Regions from separate parts of the Gossypium hirsutum genome. Here region 1 is linked to region 2. A link is a contact called in public Hi-C data. All regions are on one chromosome and are shown on one strand. The core of a region is the stretch at or near the end of the contact, and the rest is flanking DNA. Distances in the headings are between cores, read along the strand shown.

What was found. Hi-C and Micro-C count contacts between places; a contact is called where the count stands out from the background.
Region 1: a Hi-C map of leaf shows a contact between it and region 2, with 2.4 times the contacts expected there. The contact joins the promoter of LOC107913402 here to the enhancer-like site in region 2. A contact is called at or near these places in 5 of 34 Hi-C or Micro-C datasets (anther and leaf).

The regions. Positions count from the first base shown.
Region 1 is chrD11:32,374,357-32,381,221 of Gossypium_hirsutum_v2.1, forward strand. LOC107913402 (zinc-finger homeodomain protein 2) reads right to left here and starts at 2,167. Exons shown (of 2, transcript XM_016841974.2): 1 at 1,081-2,167; 2 at 523-778. The coding sequence starts at 1,786. The coding sequence ends at 720.
Region 2 is chrD11:32,181,600-32,188,687 of Gossypium_hirsutum_v2.1, forward strand. No RefSeq gene overlaps it. Among protein-coding and RNA genes, the nearest start is that of LOC107913400, 29 kb to the left of the region's middle. Within about 2 kb of position 4,397, at least 2 of the 9 cell types and tissues checked have an H3K27ac peak or open chromatin away from gene starts, as enhancers often do. A contact at or near this core is called in leaf, where this site is marked.

The sequences.
Region 1 (6,865 bases), core at 917-3,416, 190 kb after region 2:
TAAAGTTTGAGAACCCATTATTTTATACTATCTACAAGAATACTAATGAAAGAGCAAATATATTACTAATTAAAAGAAATTTTCAGAAAAAAAAAAGAAGAAGCAGGAAGATCCCCTTCTGTACTCAAAGAAAGACTGAAAAAGTAAATGCATTACCGGGAAATATATATATATAAACAAAACAAAAGGGGGATTGCAATTGGTAACAGAAAGTAGCCCATCTGATCAGAAAACTTTGTTTGATTGAACTTAGAAACGTACCAATGCAAACAAAAACAGCACGAAAAGGAAGTGAAAACAAAACAAGTGTGCAACAAGGAAAGCAAAGTGCATTTGGGTGGAGGAAAGAAGGATCAAAAAGTGCATTCATTGATGATGCCATGCCATTATATGTTTCAAACTCAAGCTCAAACCCCCTCATTTCCCCTTCCTTCCTCTCACTTTTTCCCAAGCACATATATCAATGTTAGCGCGGCATGAAGATTTCCCTAAACAAAAAAGTTTGATTAGAAGCAAAAGATCTCATGCAAAGGACCATTAACTCTGAAATTGCAGATAAACTCACGTACAAAGGATATGTTCAATATATCATACAAGGAAAATCATGGTTAATCCAATTCCTTGCTTCTTATCTCGGTTAATTACACAAAGAAGATCTTACTCGTGAGAAGCTCATAATCCATCCCCATGCTCATAAACCTGTTAAAGCTCTTCCATGTTCACGCCTCTTGCATTGTATTGCATTGCATGTCTCCACTTTGCCTCAATGCACCATTATCTAAACCCATTTTCACATTAAAATAGAGCTTTGATATGCAACAAAATCAAAGATATTAGAACTAAAAAATCTTCATCTCATTAGAGCTAAAATTAAGTAGCCATTAACATTATGTAACAATATTAATATTAGTAACCTACCCTTCAACATCATAATAACTACAAAAGTACCAAATGTTAACCCGCCCCCACCCCCAAAGTAACCCTAAAAAATCTAACTAAAATCCCCCCAAGTTTTTCTTTTCTCATTTTTGTTTTCCACTCACTCTAAACCGTGAAGAAGGTGTTTCTAGGGTTTCTTACCAAGAGTGTTCTTGTTATTATGCATCCAAACTTTGAAGACATGCCTTTTGACCCCAGTTTCGTTGCAGAACTGTTGAACAATCGCTTCATCTTGTTTCTGAATCCGCCACCCTAACCTCTCAGCCAAAGCCAACATCTTCTCCTTTTGTTCCTGCGTGAACTTTGTTCGAAACCTCTTCCTCGAACTCCCTTGATTCGAAACATCATCTTGATCTTCCCTGCTGTGTCCTCCGACGCCTCCTGATATCGATGGTAGGGCTAACGGCCTTTGCTGTCCAGCCATGTGGAGGCACCCCGTTGGGGGTCTAAAGTAAGGAGTGAATTGCGGTGGTTGGTGGTGGGGGTGGTGGAAGTAGAGGTCCGTCATGGGGACGGAGTGTGGGGAACCCAGCTCCGTTTCCTTACGGTGGAAGTTCCGGTGGCAGTTACAAGCTGCGCATTTGAGAGCATCGAGGGTACCTTCGGTTCCAGCTGGCATGAACTCACCGCAACCGTCGACGGCGTGACCGCCGATTCCCACCGCGTGGTTCTTCAAGCACTCTCTATACCTTGGTTTCCTCTGCTGCTGTTGCTGCTGCTGACCCGTTGGAGTTATCGAACCCGGTTCGACACCTGACATTTTGACTCGAGATGAGTTTGCAAGCGGGTCATAACTCGGTGCCAAACCCATCTCTTCTTCTTGCTCCTCTTGATCCTCAAACTCCATTTCTCCCACCAAAGACAAAAATTTACCCCCCGCAAAAAAGAGATTTTTATAAAAAGAAAAAGCGCCCTTTTCTTCACTAATAGAGACGAAAAAAAAGATAAGAGGAGCAAGACAGTGTGACCATAATTTTTTTTTCCCCTTGAACCTGTCTTTTTATCTGCAAAAGAAGCAGTTTTCTTCTCTCTTTTCTTTTCTTTTTTTTTTTACCAAGGATCCTTCTTGATCACTCTCCCGTTCCAAAACAAATATCTGTTAACTCCTCATCTCATTTATTTATGTGTTGATTTGTTTTTTGTTTTTTTTTTACTGAACTGTAAAATACATTGGGCTGGTTTATAAGAATTAGAGAGGGTACAGTGAAGATAGCAGGGCTGGGGTTTGTCCACTGTTGGGTACAGTCTGCAAAGCGGACAAAATAAAGGAATCCAACGCTTCACGCGCCAACCACGCTCTTCTCTCAACACTGAAACTTACGTTATTTATTTTGGATTGGAATGGGACCCTTTCAGATGGTGTTGTACTCTCGCGTAATCTCGTTACGGAAAGGTGGGACATGAAAGTGAGGTCAGGTGGCGCGTGAGGCGGCGCGTAAAGAGATAGTACGGGGGTTGCAGAAGATGGGGGACACGGAATTACTTGGGGAAGCAATAAATTGTCGGTATTAAAAGCGAAGCTTGGGCACGACGTCTTACGTGTGTGCCAAAGTTTCCGACATAAGTGGTGACGCGGTGTTGGCGTCAACATGTAATTAATTTTCCCGCTAGGTTCTGTAAGAGAGAGAGAAAATTAAGGACAGAGAGGGCAATAGTAGGAGCTTAAATATGGTTATTAATACTCTCCTCTGATTCGCGTGCAAGGAACGTGCTAGTAACTCATTAGTGCGGCGGTTTGTGTTTCGAGGTCAAGTGTCTTTGCCAAACCCAAACCATGCAGGCATGGCATGCACACAATAGGGTGATTGGGGGAGATGTTCTTTTTCTGACTATTGCTTTTTCTTTCCACAAAATTTCAAATAGAAATAGTGTTAGTAAAAAGCCGATTAGAAAATTTTCGGTCCAGAATTTAATTTGAATATAAAATCATAAGAAATCTACTGCTTTTCTATTGGTTCAAAATAGCCTAATGTGTACATATATATTGAGAATTCGGGATAAAAATCAAGAGGCCACAAGCTGTTTGACATTAATAATTAATGATTCCCCTTCCAATTCCACCCAAAATTAATGTCATATATATATTTAAAAATATAGATATTATCTTTAAAAGATATAGAAATTAAATAAAAAATTGAAAATGTTCCACTTGTTAAACATTGATTTATAGTTAATTTATCCTATTTCAACATTTTCATTTTTATTTAATTTCTATATCTTTAAAGATAATATCTATGTTTTTAAATTTCAATTAAATGATTTATAGTTAATCATCCATTAATTTAACTTAAATAAATTTCTATTTATTTAATATAGCTTTTATATTATCTAGGTTAGTTTTTATTTTAATAATTAAATATTACCCATACTTAGTTTTTAAGTTAATTTTATGTTTAAAAATACATATTTTCTTAATTAAACATAAATTTAAAATTTAAATAAATATAAATTTAAGTTGTTAATTTATCGATTTTATCGAATTAAATTTATGAAAAGATTATTAGAGATTATATTAATATTTTTACTAAAAGTGGTTCGAATCTTAGTAAATGTACTTAGACATTAATAAGCAAAAACCTTTTAAGTATAAAAATACGTAAGTGCTTTTATTTTTATTTTTTTAATTTTTAAAATTTTTTGATAGAATTAATGTTAGGAAAAATAACTCTAGGACTTGTTCAAGTTAAATATTTACATCCAAGTATTTTTTTAGCATTTTCCATAAATATTTACATACGCCCATCAATATTTTAAATAATAAGGTGTGATAATAATAAATACTAAGTTATAATTTTAATTAGGTAATCAAAATTTAAATAAAAACTAATTAAATAAATTTTCTCTTTAATTTAACTTAAATATTTATTTATATATTATCTATAATATTATATATTTTAAAATTTGATTCTAACATAAATATTTAAAAAATAATAATTATCACATTTTAAGACAATGTCCATATATATATGCATTTTATTATAACAATTTTTTTAAAGAATTTACTTGTAATGTTTTGAAGTCCACAATCTCGATCTGCATCGTCCATTGTTGAACCTACACCATTTCAGAGTATGAACTTCTCCTCGTTAATGATCGCTTCCTCACCATTTAGATTGTTTAGATCAAACCTCGAACCCTTCAAGATATGGAACCCGAAATCTTGACTTTTCACTACTCTTTGCTTTGATTTTCTGTTTCTTTCAATTTGAAACTTTGATATTTTATTATTGGTTTAGTTGATGAATCCGCAGGTCTTGAATAGGTTTGTGAGGGTCGATTTTGGAGTGATGATGATGATCGAGTTAATTGGTTGATGGGTTTCAAACTTTCGATGAAGGCGTGGTGATGGAAGGATAATACTTTTGGGGATCTAATGCCCTTAGTGTGGTATTTCGTCTAAGCTACTTGTATTTTTCAAACAATTGGTCTAATAAAATATCTATTAATTATGTTAATACCCTTTATACAGTGTCCTCAATATTTTTGCATGCAAAGAAAAATGAAAGCAAATATTAACTCGTTAGGTATCTAACATTTAACTAATACTAAGTGATATTATGTGGTCGGATAGTAATACGGAAAGACAACTTGTATTAGTAGATGAACCTAAACATGTCTTTAGTATAATTAGAAATGAGCAAACTAATTGAAAGACTAATATGTTGTCTATCAAGTCCAATTGGGGAGATGCTTTGTCTTTGAGCATTGGAGCGGATGACTCTCAAAAGATAGAAACATAGATGTGACTGACTAAATTAACGATACATCAGATATGACCTAAGTAGAATAGATCTTAGATTTGTTTATGGATTTATCCACTTGTGAAATTCATAGTGTGACATACCTAAATCCTGATGGTGAACTATGTATGCATGACTCGTATAGTTTGATGTAAGTAAAAGCTTGAGTTGAAATAGATAAGAAACTGAAAGCTGGTGCATTGGATATACGACTTCTACAATATGTAGCATCATTTACAATAGTGAAATTCATAGCCCAGCTAATGGGTAAATGATATCCTCTCATTGGCATTATATGATAGATGAAAAGTAAATGTGACCATGAGTTGTTTGTCTTTGTGATAGATGAGTTGATTACTGATAGTAATTGACTTTTCAAGAAGGAAGATGTAATGATTACCATGAGATAAAATAGGATCATATCGGGAAAACTTTAACATCTTGATTTTGGGCTTAGTTGGAACAGTGGTTTCGGGACCACAAATTCGATGAGGAAAATTTTATTTTTCTTATATTTTTATGGTCTACGATTTCACAGAATGATTTTGTGAAAATTTTGTTCAAAAATTTTGACGTTTGGGCATTCAATTTAGTCAAAAGGACTAAATTGTAAAAGTGCAAAAGTTGATTTCTACATGTTAGAGGTGTCCAATTGTTATGAAACTTTAAATTGGAGGTCCTTATATGGTAATTAGACCATTGGTTAAGTTGGTAGACAAAAATGGACATGAGATAAGTGAAATAGGAAATTTTTAAGTTAGGGGCAATTTGGTAATCTAGTAATAAAAAGAATTAAAAAGGGAAAAAGATGACCAAAAATATCATCTTCTTCACAGTGAACGAAATCAGCAAGGGGAAGCCATATTTAGGGTTTTTCAAGGTTCCAATCCTCATAGTAAGTGATTCTAAGCCCCATTTTTAATGTTCTTTACGTTTTTGAGATCCCGGTAGCTTAATTTAGCTTATTCTAGCAATAATTTAACCTAGGGTTTATATTTGGAAAAATACCCATAGGTGAAAAGTGTTTATTTTGATGTTTTATGGTAGAATATGAAGCTATAAATTATGTTAAACAACTTTTCCTAAGCGATTTTAAGTGAAAACGAGTAAAACGACATAATCGGTAAAAATACCTAATGTTCATAAGTACATGTTAGAGTTGGAATTTGATGTTGGCATAGAAGGGAAAAATGTTCAGCATGTCATAAAACATAATAATAAGGGATGAAGTTTAATTTCCGAGCTTTGGGGAAAAAGTGTAATTATGCAAAAGTTTAGAGGCAAAATTGTAATTTTTCAAAAGTTTGAGTCAAGGATTTTTTTGATGAATGTGAGTATTAAATAAGCTAAACTTTCTATTATAGATCAAGAAGAACAAAATTCAGAGTTAGACCGAGGAAAGAAAAAGATAGAGGACTAAGTTGCTAGATTTGGTCAAATTTTGTACCGAGGTAAGTTTACAGTAAATAAATGCAATATTTCAATAATTATTATTAATGTTGTTATTTTCCAGCAATTATGTAATTACTTCATGAAATTATTTAATATTGACTCAAGTATGAAATGATAGAGAATTAGTATTAAAAAGTCCTGTTGAAACTTTTGGAAGGTATTTGATACAAATGTCATAACATTTAGGTAAAGAGATCCCATGTAATACCATGTCTGGGACATGGAATTGGCATCCTTGAGATCATGAGAGGTCTCATGTAAGACTATGTCTGGGACATGGCGTTGGCACCTAGATGAGAGGTCTCATGAAAGACCATGTCTGGGACATGGCATTGGCACCGAGATGAGAGGTCCCTCGTAAGACCATGTCTGGGACATGGCATGGGCACCGACATGAGTACATACCATGTAAGACCATGTCTGGGACATGGCTTTGGCATGTTATTATCAGATGAGACTCGAGTATCCTTATTATTCCAATGTAGCTCAACGGGCTAGTAAACGAATCATGTGTATGAAAGTTCAGTTAAAAGTAAAAATGACAAGCTCAGGTAAGTTATAAGAAGTTAATAACTTATTATATTATCAAATGATACTCAACGTTTCAACAATGGAAGAGTAAGTTATGATCACGAGTTAACTAAGTATACAAGCAAGAGAATGAGAATGAGATTAATTAAAGAGTAAACTAGAGACCTTGACATTTGAGTATAATCATTTGTGTTAAATGTTGT
Region 2 (7,088 bases), core at 3,147-5,646:
ATCCAGTCTTCCATGAGCGTACCAAACATATCGAGGTGGATTGTCATTTTGTTCGGGATGAAATTCTCCAAGGCAATGTGAAACCTACCTATGTTCCAACAACGTCACAACTTGCGGATATATTTACCAAGGCTCTTGGTCAGACATCTTTTCGTTCTCTTCTTTGCAAGTTGGGCATCCGTGATCTTCATGCTCCAACTTGAAGGGGGTATTGGAATTAATTCTGTAAATATGTATGGTAGTTTTTGTGTATATCTCTTCTCTTTTAATTAGAAGATTAGATGCTAAAGTTTAGGAGATAATATTTTGGTTTAATTAGGAGATTAGATGCTAAAGTTTAGGAGATAATATTTTGGTTTCTATCTTTGTATTTTACCATGTATATATGTTCTTGATTTTGGGAGGAATGAGAGACAGAGAAAATTCCCACAATTCTTGTTATTTTTTCAGTTAGACTGCAATGGTTACTACGGCTTGACATTGCAAAAAATGTGTAAATAAAACAGAAATAACACTAATGTTTGTTTACGCAATTCGGTTTCCCTACATCTATGGAGCCTAGCTAGCTTAGTGAGTAATTTTACAAGTGATTCATACTCTATTACTCCCTAAGTATAGAGATCTCATATTTGTACCTACAAATTAGAACACTCACCTTCAAATCCTCCAATTGAGAACTTGGGTAGCAAACATTCAACAATGTTTACAATATTAGTTTGCACTCTCTCACGAGATATTTTCATAATGAACAAATTAGAATGCACTTATAAATTCTCATTACATAACCTAGATAAGCCTAAAGCATATATCAATTTCAGCTTGCTAATATAGATCTTGGTGAATAAGAAGTAACTCCTTAAAAATAAATGTTACATCAATAATAATCAAAACAAAATTACTCAAAGATATGCTCTCCAATATCAATAATACTATCTCAATCAAATCTCTACATTCTAAGGACTTAATTGATTCACTCGAATTCAATTCTATCTTCAAATGCCAATGATTGATTTTCATAGATTAATTGAGGTACCTTAAAAATAACAACACATAATTAGCTCATTAAATTGCCAAATCAAATAAGATAAATTTTTTAATCATTCAGTGATTCTCTGTAGTTGACACTCTCGAGTGCCACTTAACAACTCTAGCACAATTTATCTCAATAATTTTACCCTATTTTCAGTTATTATATGATACCATTGTAACAATTAATTTTTTTGATTTAACCAAACAGTCTAGTCCGATTTTAAGCCTTTGACATGACAAATACCGATGGCTGATGGGAACATCCGCAGCTGCGGTTGTTGAACTAATAGGGAATATATACATACTTACATATTTGCATACATATATATGAAATAAATTAGAAATGAGATTATATTGCTTTGTAACTGATAGGACTTTGTTTCTTGTAACAGATGTTTCTACTTTCTTTTGAATGGATGAGATATCTCCCTAGTTTCATCCCTCGTGATGGTTGTTGAATCCTCAAAACTGGCTTCTCTCTATTAAAAAAGTTACTAATTTTTGAACCAATCGCTGCAATTGTTAGCTCAACTGGTTCACCATTTATATATATAACCTTGAATATTACTAATTTCCACAGATCGAAAAAGACATTGGTGTTTTAGTAGGACTAGATATATAGAACAGTTATTACTCCAACGTAGCTTGTTCTTGGTGTTCTTATGTGAACCCAGCTCAGTGTTGATTGAATAAATAAAATATTAGTGTCAATATATAAATTTAAGAAAAAAGGGTTCTTAGGAAACCATTTGCGGTTGATGTACAGACTATAGGTTAATGGGAGGAGTCCCATCAAGGGAAGCATTGTCATCATTCAACCAGTTACTCAGATTACCTAACATCTGGGAAGCAGTTTGGTACAGTTCTATGGGTTACTTTGTATTTGTCATCTGCTGATTATTTTGCCTTCCTTTTTATTCCCTTGCATTAAACCCTAATCTCGTATTGCCGTCCCTTTGTGAAAAGAACCAGGATGCGAATTAAAACCCTTAATAGCCTATCAAATGTGTTTGGTACTGGCCAGTGACCAAGGTAGTTGGCAGCTAGAAAACAAGTTACTGTAAAGCATTGTGTCTTTTTTCTTTTTCCTTATTGTATTGTAATCAAACTTTTTCTGCTTGGCTGTGTGGTTGATGGGGGAGCAGACTGATGAAGCATAAGGTGTTGGTGTTTGATAGGTTTGGTCGTTCAGGAAAGTGGGCTCGGATGCTACGAAAGTTCTGATCTAATCCAGTTCATTTGTCAGCTTATAAGAACTGTACGTTAACGATGATTTCCCATGTTCTTTTCCCATAAAAGCAAAATAAATATATTCTAGTCATTTGGGAGTTGCTTAACAATGATAATGCTGTTTTGGTGTTAGGAGGTTCGGGGTGGTTTTAAGTTTAGGATCAGTTTACCCATGCTTGTATTAAGTATTTCCTTTTTGATAAAAAATATTTTTAAATAATCCATTTTTGAAAAAAAAATATTTTTCAAAATTCAAAAATTGGCTTACAAGCTCTTTTTCAGAAAGAAAATTTTAGTTTTTTTCAGTAGCACTTTTTATTTCAAAAGTCTTCTTAGAAGTATTGTTAAGGGTTACTTTTTATTTAAGGGTTAGTTTTTTTTCTTTAGAAAAATGTTTCTAGAAGAAGCGTGGCGAAAAAATGCTATGAAAAATAAATCATAGATCAAGTATTTGATACAGTTGTAAAATAATTAGTGAAAAATTAAAATATCTTTTAGATAGCATTTAAAAATGGGAAGTTAGATTTCAAAATTCTAATTTTGAAATTTATTGTTTACAAATTTATTATTTTAATTTTTTTTATTTTAGAATTAAAATATTTAAAATTTAAGATTTTGAATTAATTCAAAGCTTATTATTTGGATAATTCAATTTTAGATTTTGATTTCAATTAATTCTAAACTTTAAAAAATATATTTTTAAATTAAATTATTTAGGAGGATTTTGAACATTATTGTTTGAACAAGATTAGACCGGCAGATTAGATCGAGAATCGATTAGTATAATGATTTGGGTAGATGCATTAGACTGATTGACCCGAGTGCGGACCAATTGATTGGGTGGTTGAACCAAAACTTTTTTATTTTTCAATATTTTTATTTTTATGATTTATTTAATAGAACTAGATGGATCAATCGAATTGGTCTTACTAGTCAAACCAATTAAACCCATTGAATTGATCAAACCGGTTGGACCAGTAAGCCTGGGGTCTATAAATTAAAAATGTACAAATTATGGTATAAATGATTTTTTTAAATATTTATATTGTATTAAATTAAATGCATAAAACTTCATCATCGTTTTTAAAATCGAATTGGACTGGTCGATCGGATTGAGGATCACTTAGGATATCGGTCCGAAATAAAGGATCACTTATGGTAAATAATTTATTTACTCGAATCGATAGGATCAATCGAACCGAGAACTGGTGATCTGATTTGTTTGCCTACTGGTCCAATTCTAAAAATTTTGAGTTTCGTTGATGATGTATTATAAGTAAAATTAATTAATTATTGTTTGATTTTTGAAGAAGTATGAAAGAAGAGAGAAAAAAAAGTTGCAATATTTTTTTAATCAATCTTGGATCATGAGAATTTATCTTTAAAAATGGATTTTGAAATCCAAAATTTAACTCTTATGATAAATTCAAATAAATTTTTTTATTTATTATCCAAACAAAGAATTTGGATATTCAAATCCAAATATTTTTATCCAAATCATGGTTTCTAAATGAGCTATAATAGACATTATGTTAGAAAGTAAAAAAAAAAATTATACATAAATATTGTAAAATTTTAAATTTAATGATAAATGGTATTAAATAATTTATTATAATGATACATAAAATATAAATCAATTTATAATTTTAAATAATTTTAAATCCCTAATAAAGTTTTGCATTTAGGCATAAAAACACTGTTTTGAAAGTATTTTTTAGTTTAAAAGCTAAGTGTGCAATTCTTGCGTGGTGAAAAAGTGCATTTCGCAATGAAAAAGGGGCAATTAGAGTAGATAGTTTGGTAGGTTTATAATCTTTAGGTTACTTGTAGTTGTTTTTGCTTGAAATTGAATGAGAGGAGATTGGAGTGAGCATCTCTGAATGTCTAATTTGCTGTGTGAGGTTGATAGTAGGATGATGAAATGCAATATGTAAGATTATAGAGTGCTTACTTGCGACTTGCTGATTAATCTTAGTGATATGTTGGATCATATAACATTTGTTCTATAATTTATTGGGGATAAGAGATGTTGGGTTTCTAAAACAAATGAATGACACACAATATATAATTCAGCGGTGACATGCCTAAAGGGAGACATGTGGAGCCAAATGAAGATCTCAGTATTGGGTGGGTGGAAAGCCATGGTTGATCTTCTGGATGGTTTAGATGGCCCAAAATAAACCATGTGGAGGATGATTGAAAAGGTAAGCACTGTCTCCCAAAAAAGGAAAAGACATATCAAAGACTGTGTTTGGACCACTAAATTGAATCTGTATTAGGTTCCATCAATCCGCATGTGAAATGTGTTTTGTAGTAAAAGCTTCTTCATGTTTAGTCCAAAGAATTTTTGGGAGAAAACCCACTTCTACATTTAAAAAGAAAAAAGGAGAAAAGGTGGAATGTAAGCATCAGGCATGTGTCTGTAACATTTAGAAAATTGCCTAGGTTAAAATTTTATGTTTTTCTATATGGGTTTGTGATTTCAAAAGAAAGGAAGAGATTACGTATGTTGCCATTCCATTTCATCCACACATTACATGAACCAAGCAGATTTTAGGTCAAAATTGGTTATGAACAAGTAGCGTTGGTTTTAAATTTCCATTTTGTTTAGCCTGGGGCCTGTAACAAGTAACAAAATTGAGTTGATGTAAATAAACTTAAATCTTTGTAGAAAATGGAAAATACTAACAAAATTGCATTTGGTTGGAAAATTAGAAAAAAAGAACCATATATAATTTGGCACATGAATCTTTTTCATTTGCACCAAGTTGGTTTTTAATTTTTTTTAACGTAGTTGGTCTAGCTATATCTAGACAACCATTTGTCTAGATTCATTATAGATATGTTTGTAGTAATTATATATATTTATAAAATATGAGTTTTTAAGTTTTTTATTATTTCAAAATATTTAAATATACAAATATATAAAACGGTCTAAATTTATAAAAAAATTTTAGTTATAAATTTTTATAACATATATTTTTATAATATATATTTGTAATATATATAAATTTTAATAATATTTTTTACGTAAGCCATTAATATATATTATTTTATATATATTTCTATGATTTTATATATTTTTATATATTATAGGATTTTATATATTTAAATAGAATTTATATATTTTTCAAAATCATAACAACCTAAAAAATTGATATTTTATAAAAAAACTAAAAACTAAATAAAATAAAAAACTACTATAAACACATCTATAATGAACCTGGACAAATCTATATTAGACAACCATTTGTCTAAGCTCATTCTTCATAAAAAATATTGTACTTTTTCTTAATTAATTTATGTATATTTATATATTTTTAATTTATGTTTGCCGTATGTCAGTTGAGAAGTTATCATGTGGTACCACCAGATTGATTAGCAATGTCACATCAGCACAAACTAATAGTGTTAATGCGGAGAACCAAACTGGTTGACGAAATACAAATTTAGAGATCAACTAGGTTCAAATTTTTTTTACAAATAGACAAATTTAGGGGCCAAATTATATATATCCCATTAAAAAATAACTTTTAGGAAAGATTAGAAACACAAATATAAGAAAATTAGAAGATTTTTTTTCATTATTTTCATTAAAAATATTTCGAAAATTAGAAAAAAGTTTGAAAATAACAGTAAATTGAATTGACTCATACATTCAACTTTAAATATGATATTTATGTAAGAATTATACTTTACAGTAATGATTTATATTTAATACATTAAAATGCATAATTTAATGTACTATCAATGAATTAAATTATAATAAATCATTAAAATTTTAAAATTTAATTATTTTAATTTTATTTTTTATTAATAATAATTGAAAATATAAATTATTAGTGCTTCAAATATTAATTTTTACATTAGTTACTATTAGTAATTATTTATTATTATTAATTAAGGGTAAACTATCAAAATAGTCACTTTTGTTTATCTCAGGTTATGTTTTAGTCACTTATGTTTAAAATGTTACATTTTAGTCACTTACATTAACGTGTTGTAACATTTTAGTCACTGAGCTGTTAATTGTCGTTAATGGTATAATGGTAAGCTGATGTGGCACGTTAAATCATCATTTTAAACAAAAATTTTAAGTTACATTATATAATTGGTTCCCATATTTTTTTTTGTTTTGAGCAATTTAAATTTTTTTCTTTTATGTTCTTTTAACTTTTTTTTTCTTTATTTTCCATTATCTTCTACTTCTCCCTTTGTTTTCCTCCCTTCTTCATCTCTGTTTTCCACATAATTAATTCAAATAAATGGGATTTCAAACATAAGGCATCTGCAAAGTTGTTTTGCTTGAATGATCTAATAATTAATTCAAAGAATTGAGATTTCAAACATGAGGCATCTGCAAATTTTGTCAAACAGTCAACTAAAGGTTACTTGTTAATGTGTAGCATTTAACCATATGATGGATTTAAGGGCTAGGTTGTACGAAAATCATTTGAGGCATCTATTGAAACTACAATTGGAATATGAAGAAGGGAACATAAAATAAAAAAAAAAGGAAATTTAAAAGAATACAAAAGAGATGGAGAAGGGAGGAAAATAGAGGGAGAAGCAGAAAAGAATGAAAAATAAAGAAAAAAAAGAAAGTTAAAAGAGTATAAAAGAAAAAAAATTAAATTTCTCAAAGTGAAAACATATGGGGACCAATTGTATAATTTAACCTAAAATTTTTGTTTGAAATGAGAATTTAACGTGCCACGTTAGCTTACCGTTACACCGTTAATGACAATTAAAGGCTTAGTGACTAAAATGTTACAACACAATAACATAAGTGACTAAAATGTAACTTGAGACAAACAAAAGTGACTATT